Linked DNA regions of Oryctolagus cuniculus: region 2 is linked to region 1. Evidence: chromatin contacts called from public Micro-C data. All regions are on one chromosome and are shown on one strand. The core of a region is the stretch at or near the end of the contact, and the rest is flanking DNA. Distances in the headings are between cores, read along the strand shown. Region 1 holds the start of RPAP3 (RNA polymerase II associated protein 3). Region 2 holds the start of ASB8 (ankyrin repeat and SOCS box containing 8).

Region 1 (6,058 bases), core at 2,673-5,172:
GGGCTCCTTCAGCCGTTCCAGCCTCACCAGATGCCAAGGCAAGGGCCCTCAGGTGCTGGACTGGGACCCCTCAGAGCTGTGGGACGAAGTCCACCTCCTTACAAATGGCTCCCCTTGGGCTCTCAGCTGTGTGAGGCAGCTTCACCTCCTCCCCACCTGCAAATCTCCGCCTACCCACTGGGTCAGCACCTGGGACACTGTCCTGGCCTCTCCAGCACCCCTGCTCCAGGGGCCAGGGCTGGGCTCTCGCCCTAGGGGTGCTCCCGTCCTCAGTGGTCCTTGGCGCCTGGGGACCCCACGTGTGGTCTCCACCCACCAGCCAGTGCCCAGCCTGGAAACATCAAAGGCCGGCGAGGGGGGACGTGTGTGTGGCGTCCCCCCCCGACCCCGGGGCTGTCCTGGAGACGGTGTTCTCCCCTGGAACCTTGGGTGTCGGAAGCCGTGGGAGCAGCCCCTGCTCGCAGACTGGACACAAGGAGCGCTCGCCGGGGAGGAGGCCTGGAGAGAGAGGGGTATGAGGGAGGCTGGAAGGGCTGGGCCCCTGGCTCCCGGGAGAGGAAAGGGAGCCTCTTGCTCCGCCCGGGAAGCCATGAGTGCCTGGAACAAGTAAAACCTGAGCTGCTGACTCAGTGAGAGTCATGCATGTAACTCGAACTGACCCACGCGGGCACCGCAGCCACGGAGCCACCCTGTGTCGTCCCCACCAGCCTCCTGGCTGTCTTTGCAACCAACAGTCCCGCCCTTGCCCAGCCACCTGCTGGCTGTCACATCTGGAGCCCGTGGCAGCGGGAGTGGCGAGGTGAGGCCCACCTGCGACCCATGGGACGTAGGGAGTGTTTGAGGGCAGTGCCTGTGGCCGCTTCCTGGGGGTGTCCCTGCCTTGTCCCAAGCTCCGCAGCTGTGCTGTGTGACCCACTTTCCTGCCCCCGCAGCTGGCCTGACGTGTTCCCGACCTGGCGGGGCCTGCCTGCCCTCTCACCTCGCCTGTGGCCTCACTGCAGCTGCCTCGGGGCTCCGCCTCCGCCCCATGGCTCCACCCGTGGTCCCTCCCTCGGCTTCTCCTGCGAGGAGCTGGAGACACCAGATCCACAGGTCCCAGTGGAGCCGCCGGGACTCGAGGCTCACCCAGGGCTGTGGCGCTCTGCTCCCCGGCAGTCACCCCGTGCAGCCTCCTGTGGGCACCATGAGGGCCTCTGTCCCGCTGGTGGTGGCCATGCTCTGCGGCCTGGCCTGGGCAGGTGAGTCGCTCCCTGTGGACACGGCACCGGGGCAAGGGTCTGCCCTGAGGAAGAGCTGGGGAGCTGGGCCGGGATGGAGGAGGGGGTCGGGCAGGTGGGGGCGCGGCCCCCACCTCACACCTTGGCCGGTCATCCCAAGTGTTTCTTCGAGACTTTCTTTTTTAAAGATTTATTTATGTGAAAGGCAGAGTTGAGAGGCAGAGAGAGAAAGATCCTCTATCTGCTGGTTCACTCCCAAAATGTCTGCAACAGCTGCGGCCAGGTTCACGCAAAGCCTGGAGCCAAGAACTTCATCCGGGTCTCCCGCGTGGGTGCAGGGACCCAAGCACTTCGGCCACCTCCCACTGCTTTCCCAGGCGCATTAGCAGGGAGCTGGATCAGAAGAGAAACAGCTGGGACTCGAACCGGCGCCCATATAGGCTGCCGGCGCCACAGACAGTGGTTTTGATCTCACCGAGGTTTGGTTTTCTGCGGTTGCTGCATGAAAGGAGCTGGGTTCCGGTGGCCTGGCTGTGGGTCACTCTGCCCAGGGGTGGAGGTGTTCCAGGATGTGACCCTCCCCTGGGAAAGGCCTTAGCAGGCAGGCAGGCACAGGAGACGAAAGGCCCGACTAGGAGGGGCCCTGTCCCATCTGGGGCAGGGTGTCTGTCCCCGTACCCTGGTTGAGGGGTAGAGGATGGCGTGGTGGGCAGTTTCTAGTGATGAGGGGGCGGGGCAGCCCAGTGACAGTGGCGGTGGCTGGTTGGGAGCGGGCAGCACCCAGGCTGGGAGCTGGGCTGAGGGGTCCAGGCAGATCCCTCCTCTGCCCACCCCGAGCTGACCCTCTGTGGGGCCCCGGAGGCACGCGCACCACTGGAACTTGACCTTGAGCTATGAGGCCTGCAGACTCCATCCTTCCCAATCACACTGTGGGATGTGATCCCCAAGTGGAAAATCTTTATAAGGGGTGCTGAGGCCCCTATCAAGACACAGCTCTGGCAAGAGCAGGGTGAGCTCGGGGGGTGGCACCGAACTCTGCTCAGGGGGCACTGAGACCTGTGTCCCTGGGGATGTCTCTGAGAGCCAGGGAGCGGGGGAGTTGCTGTGGGATTAGGGGAAGTGAGAGCCGACTGGGTGGGGTCTCCGATGGGGCAGAGGCTCTGTTCTGTATGCTCTGCCAGCCAGCGCCCCAGAGCTGAGCTACAGGACTGAGTCCTGTGGGGTCCCGGCCAGTCTCTGGTCTGTGCCTCTGAGCTGGACGTGCTGGGGACCTCGTTCCAGGGTCGAGGGTCAGGAGGTGGGGCAAGGCGCAGCTCCTTGGTGACTAGGTCTCCATGGAGACCGCATCGCTTGAGAGAGCACCGGGATGCTGAGTCCACCCAGCCTGAGACCTGGATCTGTAGACAGCCAGTGTGGACCCGAGAAGAGGCTCTGGCACCAGGTGGACAAAGACGACTGTGGGGGAGGAAGTCAGAGAGGGGCCGGGGGCAGGCGAGCCGTGGTTCCTGGGGCACCATGGGGGGCGGGGCACAGCCCCTGTGTTCGTGGGAGGCACGGGGTGGGGAACCTGAGTGGGGACCCCAGAATGCACAGCCAGGCGCCTGCCTCCCAGGAGACGTCCCTCCCAGCCTGCCCTGCACCCTCCCATCCCTTGGCCACCTTGAAGCAGACAAGTCTGCCGGGGAGCGTTGAGACCCCTGGCCTGGGCTCCTCCTGGGGCTTCGGTTCTTGAACTGAGGTGAAAAATCCACTCAGCCTCGGCCAGCGGGCTCTGAGCGCCACGGCCGCCCACGGCGGTGCCAGCTGCTGGAGGGAAGCAAGTGCTTTCCTTGGCCTCCGCTCTCCTGGCCCTTTAAAACACTGTCCTCTTTGCCCGGACTTTCTGCCGCTGGTCCCGGGTGTCCTGCCAGGCCAGCCGAGCAGGCAGCTGACCGGCCCCCTGCAGGACTCTGCCATTCAGGCTCCCAGGAGCTCGACTTAAGATGCCAGAAAGGCTCTTCTGGGCTCGCAGAGACAAGTGGGGCCAGTCCATGTGACCGTGCCCTGGCCACCGAGGAGGCTGTGCCCGCAGCGAGGAGGCACCTCGGGACTGGGCGGGCTGGCGCAGCACCTCTCCTACTGGGACCACACGGGCCAGCAGCCCGGGGCAGGGTGGTGCTGCCGTCTGAACCCTCACCTCCGTGTGGTCCTCACACAGACCCATGAGGCTGACACTGAGCGGCCCTTGACAAACACTGGCTCATTTAGCTCCCATCAATATTCTGCGAGATAGGCTGCCTTAATCTCCCACCTGTCCAGATAAGGGAACGAGGCCCCGCAGGTGAAGCCACCTGGGCGAGAACCTGACACTGGGAAGCTGCAGGACCAGAATCCCGGCCACAGCGGCTCCTCCCCTCCCCGCGGTGCCTGCCCCGTACACTGTGGGGAAGCCCTAACCCCAGTCGGGTCTCCCCAGATCCGCATTTGCATTGAGGGCCAGCTTTGAGGTGCCTGGGTGGAATCAGCAGCTCCCAGGCTGCTTTGAGCCAACCTGGCATTATTCCTCCTCTCCTGGCCCTGACACTTCCTCCAGCTTGGGTGTTGCCTTCAGTCCAACCCCAGCCCTCCCCAGACTTCTTTTGGCAGATGTAATGTGTTCGAATCCTGTGCTCTCAATCCCAGCCCAAGCACACCCAGCCCTGGTCCAAATCAGCCTTTGGTTGCTGGTGCTGTCAGTTGACTCTGACACTGACCTTGTCACAGCCTCGGACCCCTGCCTGGGAAGAGAGCGCTCAGAGCCCAGCGCGCGGTGCCAGCCTGGCTGCCCCTGCCTTTGCCGGGGAGGGGGTCGTGGGGCTTGCGGAGGGCCTATGACCTTTGTGGCACTGCTCCCCGATCCTTGGCACCCCGATCCTTGGCGCCCTCAGGATGACGACTGCTCCTGCCCGCCCTTCGGTCGGGTAGCCGGTCCTGCTCCCACGTCAGCTCCCACCTGCGCACAGGGAGACCGGGTGTGGAGGACAAGTCCCCAGAGAGCACCGGTGAGGGGGGCTGATGCAGCCAGGGGCAGGAGCAGCAGCAGCAGCGCCCTCTGCAGGCAGCCACCGACCTCCCCTTTCTTCAGCCTGCTCACGTTCTAAAGACCTGGACATTCTCACGCAAAAAACGCAGGTTTCTCTTGCCAGTGCCCCAAGGAAACCGGGCTGGCGCCAGGGACAGGTACTTGGGAGAAGCTGCTGGTTTGACACAGGGCTTTGCCAGGCCTCCTCCTGCACGCAGCTTCCACCCGGCCCGTCAGACCGCCAGGCTGGCATCTCGCCTCTTCACTTCTGAGTTTCAAATCTGTGGCTCAAAACCTCTTTTCCGTAGAAAACAATGGCCCAACCAGAGGCTGGGACCTCAGCCGGCCGGCTCATGTGAGCCTGTGTGACACCAGTGGGGTCTGAACAACAGAGCCCTGGGGAAGCCTGGACTAGAGGAAGGGGGGCCGGTGTCTGCTGGGGGCAGCCGTTCTGGGGCAGCAACCCAGAGATTTGGAATCGGTTGTCACCGGCTGTTTCCATGGTGACTGGGGGTGACTCCCCCGTGTGAGTCCTCAGGAGCCTCCTGTCCTCTTCCTCCCTCGCGCCGCTCTCTGCCCCCTGCTGCGTCACTCAGCACTCAGCTTGCAGGGCCGGGGCTGCCCTCCCCACTGGCCATCACATGGCTGTGTCCCCCAGCAGTCCCTGGGCCACAGCTCTTCTCCCTGAGAATTCGCCCCCACCTGAGGGCTCACTCCCAAGGCAGAGCACACCACCGGGTGGTTTCTCTGGGGAAGTGACTCTACCAGCAGCCTCCGCCCTCCATCTGCTCCCGGTGGGTCCTTGCTCCCAAGGCACATGTCCCCGCTGAGGCCCTCGGGACGGTTGTGGTTTTGTTTCTCGTCGGCAGGTGGAGAGTACACCGACGAGTTGGAGCCATTTCTGGGACTGGAGGAGGAGCCGGGTGTGGACACTGCCAGCAGTGAGCCTGCTCCCTTGCAGGGGAACCGGGATCAGAGCGGGTGGCCTGAGCCAGCCAGGGGCCCAGGGGTCAGGAGGTGGCGTGGGCATCGGGAAGGCTGTCCCGGGAAGCAGGGGGCTGGTGGGGAGGGGCAGGGCCTCGGCGCACGGTGCACGCTCTCCCCGCAGGCCTGTACTCCGCACCTGGCTCCTGCCAGGGCCGCTGTCGCGAAGCCTTTGACAGACACCAGCCCTGCCACTGCGACGCCCGCTGCCGGGGCTTTGGGAACTGCTGTGAGGATTTCCACAGCCTGTGCGACCACCACGGTCAGTCTGCCCCCGCACGGCCCGAGCCCGAGGCGTTCGGGAGGGCAGCAGCTCCCAGGGAGTGGCCCGGGAGCTGAGGCCTGCAGACCACAGCCGCAGCCCTGGGGTTGGGAGGCTGGGCGTGGCGTGCCGTGGGCCTCCTGGGGCCTCTGACCCTGTCCCCCGGCACCCCCAGAGGGCTTCTCCCGCAGCAGCAACGCCATTACCGGAGAGGAGCTCCGGCACATCTCGGAGCGGATCTACAGGGCAGACACCAACAAGGCCGGGAAGGAAGACATCGTGCTCAACAGCCAGAACTGCATCTCCCCTTCGGAGACTGGGGACCGAGTGGACCGCTGCCCCGAGCCGTGAGCGCCCCCCGTCACTGCCCCAGCGGCTGGCGGGGCCCGGGGAGGGAGTGAGACGGGAAGGCGTCTGTGGAGGGTCGGCCGGGCCGGGGAGGGGGGCTGAGCTTCCACGGTGCGGAGCAAAGACAACAGCCCCACGGGCAGCAGAGCTCCCAGCGCCCCCAGCGGCCCCCCTGGAGGGTCTGCGCCCCTTCCGGCCTCACTGGGT
Region 2 (6,149 bases), core at 3,596-6,095, 310 kb before region 1:
TGTCAAGTAGGAAACAATACAAAGATGACATAGTTAACCAACATTTATGTAGTTTGCAAAACCTCTTTTCACAAATGTGACCTGGTTTTGTGAAATCAACCTTGGAGTTAGATGTTCCCCTCATCAGGTGGTACAGCTCAGTAACCAGAATCAAACCTGCAACACTGGTCCCCATGATGTTTCCGAGATACTACATTGTTTCTAAATCTGAGGGCCAATCTTGTTAGCAGAGATGGCCTCCCCAGGTTCTTGTCTTCACCCAAGGAAGAATTCAGATGTGAGACAAACACCACTGCTAACAGGGCAGAAAGGTTTAATGAGGTAGGGCATCCGACAGAATGCATAGGTTCCTCTCCAGACAGAAACAGAGTGCTCCAGCACTCACACTGGGAAAAGCAGGGCCACACAGTCCAATGGTGAGAATGCACCTGACAGGTCAGACGGGCATCTCAGGACATAGCTGAGTCCGTGGCTAGGCACTAAGAATGGCACACAGTGCAGCAGCAACCACCCCATGCTGTTATCCAATTCCCAGTCCAAATTCATGCCAGGGTCTGAAAATAGGAACACTAGTTGTGCTGTCAATCAACACCATCTCACAGACACTTCTGGAGTGCAAAACTGGGATTAGGAGAAGGGTAGAATAAATAATTTCCTGAAAGTCTTACAGGAGCAAGGCACACCAAAAAGAAAAGAAAAAAGATGAAAAAAAAAAAAAACTCATGAATTACCAACTACATTCTATCGAGATGGAATCTGGGTGCCGAATACAAGAGTCACTGGATGTAATCAAAATACCACTTTAGTTTTTGACTTTTGCCATCTTTTATATATTTTTATTGAGCAGGGTTCAGGTAGATTATTGTGCTCCTAAATGGAAAATTGGATAAATTGCCTTTTTCACTCTTTGATAACTGACAATCTTTTCATGGCCCCTTTAAGTCAAAAGGAAGTCTCGTTTTAGAATGTTTTCTATTGAAAATAGACCTTAGTTTAAAAAAAATGTTTTCTGTGCAAGATGGTAGCTAGCTCCATCAGTCTTCACTCTAAGTCACTCTGGTATCCACTTCTCTTCCCCACAGAAGGGTCCTGGCTGGCAGCTACCTGCCTTCGGCTCTCTCCCCAACTTATGGGACTGCTCTTTGATCTGGGAGGGCCCAGGACAGCCCAGGGGATGGTCAGTTCTTGTCTGCTATGGTGGGACCGTACAACCTGGGTCTTTTTCTTGTAGGGCTTTTAAAGGTCCTTTGGAAACTCTTTGTCACCAGAGCCCTTCCCCTCATCCCTTTGGCCTACACAAGTACAGGCAGCTTCCTGTGCATTCTAGGATTCTTGGTTCCCTCCACTTTTTTTTTTTTTTTTTGGACAGGCAGAGTTAGACAGTGAGAGAAAGATAGAGAGAAAGGTCTTCCTTCCGTTGGTTCACTCCCCACAAATGGCGGCTACGACCGGTGGACTGCACCAATCCGAAGCCAGGAGCCAGGTGCTTCTTCCTGGTCTCCCATGCGGGTGCAGGGCCCAAGCCCTTGGGCCATCCTCCACTGCCCTCCCGGGCCACAGCAGAGCTGGACTGGAAGAAGAGCAACCGGGACAGAATCTGGCGCCCCAACCTGGACTAGAACCTGGGGTGCTGGCGCCACATTTCGAGGCAGATCAAAGGCAATCCCATGTTGGGTTTGGTCTGAGGCCCACCCTGGCCCAGGGAAACATAGACACACTGATCACCGTGCTGGCTCTGGGAGCACAGGCAGACCCCAGAACAGCCACCTCTGCTCTGGCCACTCTCTAACTCATGGGCAAGAGCCAGTTCTGTTCTCCTGGGGCTGGGAGTGGAGGTGCAATTTTCAAGATCCCTGGCCTCACAGAAGCCTCTCTTGAGGCTTGCAGACAAGGAGGCAGCACCAGCACTTCCCTCCAGGTGGGAGGAGGGTGGGAATTCAACAGCATCTGTGAATTCCTTCCCCAGACTGTTGATCTCCCCAGAAGCAGAACTGAGGTGGGCAGGGAGATGGCTCAGCCAAGAGGAGCTGGAGATTACCAGCACATGCAGCCCAAGCTGTCCAGCACTGGCTGTTAATATCCAATATGGGCTGTTTCTGCAGTGACCTTTCTGTCATTATAGTAAAATTATCATGGCTGACACCCATCCCATCATGCACCTCACACCATGATGGGTTTCTGGAGGCAGGCAGTACTCAAGCATCACCCCAACCCCATGCTGTTGGAATATTCAGTTAAACCTGCTCCAGACACCAACCACTTGCCTAGCGACAGCGTAAAAGCAAGGTTCTGAACCTTTCCCTCTGGCTGTCCTCTGCCGGTCACAAGTCCTGCTTCCCTGCTGACCTTCCCTACATCTCTTCCTTGAATTCCTCGTGGCACAGGACAGGAGCCTGGACCAAGCTCAGCCTGGGCTCACCCCTGGCCTCTGCACACAACACTGATTTCGTTCATGGAAACTTTGTTCCGGTATTCACCTGCAGCTGATAGTGTTCCAATCTGTCTCGCAGCCTGGGCTTCTCAGGGCCTGTCTCTGTCTCTCTTCTTCCAACAGCTGAGTACAAGTCGTAGAACAAAGCAGGTGCTGAGTCACACTTTAATGAATGGGCAACTGGGTGGCTCTGAAACCAGCTTCTCTGGGGCAGTAAGTCTCTGAGACACCTAAATGGACACCCACTTTAGTACTCCCTGGGAGACTCCAACTGTTCTTACATTCATAAGAGGCTGGTAGCCTCACATAATTTATATACCTCAGCATTTGCCAACCAAGAAATTTGAAAGATGATTAAACACAGGGTGAAAAAAAATCTTTCCTGAAGGAAGTACTGAATAAATGAGTAAGAAATAGCTCACGTGTTTAGGAAGTTCTAGGATGCCAAATCTAACCACCTCTGAAAAAACTTTCCCCAAAGCTGTGGGAGCTTAAGCTTTTATTATTAGTATCACTGGACAAGACAAAGAAAAAAATATTTACAATAGTTAGCAGGATGTTCATGTAATTAACACAGGTGATGCTCCTCATAGGATTCTCTAGTCTCTCCGTATATTTTAACATGTTTATAATAAAGTCTCCTTAAAAACTGAAGCTGTACGGTGACACTGTGGTGCAGCGCTTTAAGCTGCAGCACCAGCATTCCATACGGTGCCCATTTCTGACCCAGCTGCTCCATTTCCTGTGCAGCTCCCTGCTAATGCACCTGGGAAAGCAGTGAAGATGGCCCAAATGCATGGGCCCCTGCCACCCTCATGGGTTATCAGAGAGAAGCTCCCGTCTTCAGCTTCACCCAGCCCTGGCTGGTTCAGCCATTTGGGGAGTGGACAAGCGGATGGAAGCTCTGACTCTCCTCCTTGCCCCTAACTTTCAAATAAATCAGTAAATCTTTAAGAAAAAAATAAAGGACTCTGATCTCACACTTCTACCACTGTCGCTGGCATGACTTTGACCAAGAGCTGCCAAGGCATGGAACCTTGGAGAAGGCAGACCCACTCTTCAGGGACAGGGCTTTCATCTGCTGGACCCTGTGGCTCTTTCAGCTCTGAGTAACAGGCGGCAACCTCCTCCCGCTGTGTAGTGGGTTCTCAGAGCAGTGCACCCACCAAAGCGCGATTTCACAAGACGAGGGCCGGCAGGGCCGTCACCACACTCTTCGTAGGTCAGCTGGATGAAGTTAGTGCTCCACTTTGAGAGCGACGGGTGGGCCAGGTGAGCACCCCCTGCTGGATCCGTGGAGAAGGGGACTCGTGGCCTCCTGAAATGCAGTTTCTGACAATTCTGCCTCAAGCCTTGGAACTTTAGGTTCCCAGAACACATTCTCCACTTAAATTATTCAAGAAGCAGGGAAAAAAGAGAGACCTCATCCACGGATTCACTCCTCAAATGCTGTGAAGGCTGAAGCACCGGGGTCTCCCGTGTGGGTGGCAGGGACACACCCACTCGAGCCATCAGCAGGAGCCACAGCTGGGAACTGGAGCTGGACTTGAAACCAGGGGCTAGGCCAAGTGCCCCTGAAGTCTGGAGTTTTTAGGGCCCTAATACTAGCTCCTGGTTCACAAGCAATGACAGAAACTAAGTTTCCACTCGCGGAATGCGGACAAAGACCCTGGACTAGCTTGAGAGGTCGGGTGTGGAGCACGCCTCGGCTAATCCCATCGGCCACCGAATCCAGCCAGCGCGGCCTCCGGGAAGGCGCGGCGTGGAGCCCCGGCAGAGCGCTTCCCGGGCTGCGACGTCTGCAAGACTGGCCGCGGAGGCCGCGCGGGGCCCAGATTTTAAAGTGCCAGGCTTTTCCTCCTGGTCTCCCATGCAGGTTCAGGAGCCCAAACACCTGGGCCATCCTCCACTGCCCTCCCGGGCCACAGCAGAGAGCTGGAGTGGAAGAGGGGCAGCCGGGACTAGAACTCGGCGCCCATAAGGGATGCCCGCGCCGCAGGCGGAGAATTAACCTAGTGCGCCACGGCGCCGACCCCTTCAAGTGCTAATTAAAAAAAAAAAAAAAAAAAAAAAAGTGCCAGTATTGGCAACCGGCGAGAACCCATTTAAAAAGCCTGTCCTCTCGCCTCGCCGCACGGCTCCGTTCTTCTCACCCGGACCCCGGCTGAGCGCGGGTGGGCGCCGGAGGGCTCTGGTGACTCCCAGGAGACAGCGGCGTTCGGGAGCACCCGGAGGTGGCCGGCCATAACCCAGGCACCACCTCCGATGGCGATCCAGCGCCGAGGAGAGGGCTGGCGGGCGCAGCCACCACAGGCCGGAAGCACGCATCCTTGGACCACGCACGCGCAGCCGCGGACCGCCACAAGCACGCCTGCGCAGAGACGCTGGTCCGGAGTCTCACGGGATTGATTTTGCGCAGGCGCAGCCCGCAGATTTCCCCACGACTGCCAGTGCGCAGGCGCACGTCCCAGTCAGCCTAGTCCCGTAAACAGGGGTCGCTGGTGACACTTCTACTTCCGGGTCACGCTTGAAAGCGGCTGTCGGGAACCACCTAGGCCCGGGTCCGGTGAGTGCGGCCCTTGTTACGGGAGGGTCTGCAGCCGGGCCCCAGCCCGAGGCTCCGCGCCCAAGAACGTGTCCACCACTCCCGCTTGAGGTCTGCGGACCGTCGAGGCCGCCACGCGTTTTGGGCCGGGAGCCTCCCGAGCAGGTGCACCAAGTGGCCGGGCACCCCCACCCCCGCCTTCGCTCGGCTTTGGGCTTCGCGGCCGGAGCGAAGGGCAGCAGGGGGACGAGGCCCCGGAGGGCGGGTCGCGGCTTTCTTGGAGCGTCGGTGGTCTCGTCGTGTGTCCACCCACGGCTCGCCGCGTACGGGATGTCTGTCTCCGTTCCAGCAGAACTCGGGTTGCTCCGATAGGGGGTCTCTCCAGCTGCGCCTTATCCTGCCGTCACACTCGGTCCTGTGCAGACGTGTTTAACAAGCTGGAAGAGTAGATTTTGCTGCAGAACAGAAAAATCGAGATCAGTGTGTTTCTCATAAAACGCATTTTCCGCGATTGCATTTAGTTTCTTTTTCCAGCTTCCTACTGTCATGTTGTCGTTTTAAGATACGTTTGCCCAAATCTATTCCTTAGTTGTCGCGAATAGCCAATTGTTAGTTATTAATTCGCTTTAAGTCTCGCTCGTTAGAAACAAAACGCTCCTTCAGTGCTGTTGAGCTTTGCTTTGTTTTTACAACTTTAGATGATTTCAGAGTAGCTACACTTTTTGCTTTCTTCCTTATCTTAGGATGTGCCACAAGTATTCCCACTCTTTTCTCTGCTGAAGACATTTAACAATATTTCACAGATGCCTTATCATGAACATGGATGTGCTGTCCCGTAGCCTTTTTGCCTGTCTTCGCTGCCATACCCTTAGCAGAAGCCAGTGTTTGTGAAACACCTGCACTCTGGAGTTCTCTGCTGGCCAGACCCCGGCCTTCCCGCTGCTTCCAGCTCCCGGGGGGGGGAAAGGGGCGCATGAGTGAGCTGCAGTTACCTGAGGGGAGCCGAGCGCAGAGACTGCAGAGATCCACAGGGAAGGAGTGTATTCTGGCGCCGGCAGCCTTGTCTTGTTTGAAAACCACACAGCTCCTCAGGGGTCCTCGTGTGGACTGGGTCAGAGTTGAGCAGGGTCCTGTCAGCTCCTGTCATCCGCTCTGCGTCCAGATCTGAAATCT

Evidence for each region. Hi-C and Micro-C count contacts between places; a contact is called where the count stands out from the background.
Region 2: a contact with region 1 is called in a Micro-C map of ear pinna, with 2.7 times the contacts expected there. The contact joins the promoter of ASB8 here to the promoter of RPAP3 in region 1. A contact is called at or near these places in 2 of 6 Hi-C or Micro-C datasets (ear pinna and an unstated tissue).

Annotation. Positions count from the first base shown.
Region 1 is chr9:137,405,636-137,411,693 of mOryCun1.1, reverse strand. It overlaps RPAP3 (RNA polymerase II associated protein 3), which reads left to right and starts at 3,922. Exons shown (of 18, transcript XM_070049731.1): 1 at 3,922-3,952. It overlaps ENDOU (endonuclease, poly(U) specific), which reads left to right and starts at 576. Exons shown (of 9, transcript XM_008259345.4): 1 at 576-1,238; 2 at 5,127-5,198; 3 at 5,366-5,503; 4 at 5,679-5,850. The coding sequence starts at 1,028.
Region 2 is chr9:137,714,714-137,720,862 of mOryCun1.1, reverse strand. It overlaps ASB8 (ankyrin repeat and SOCS box containing 8), which reads left to right and starts at 4,845. Exons shown (of 4, transcript XM_002723441.5): 1 at 4,845-4,997.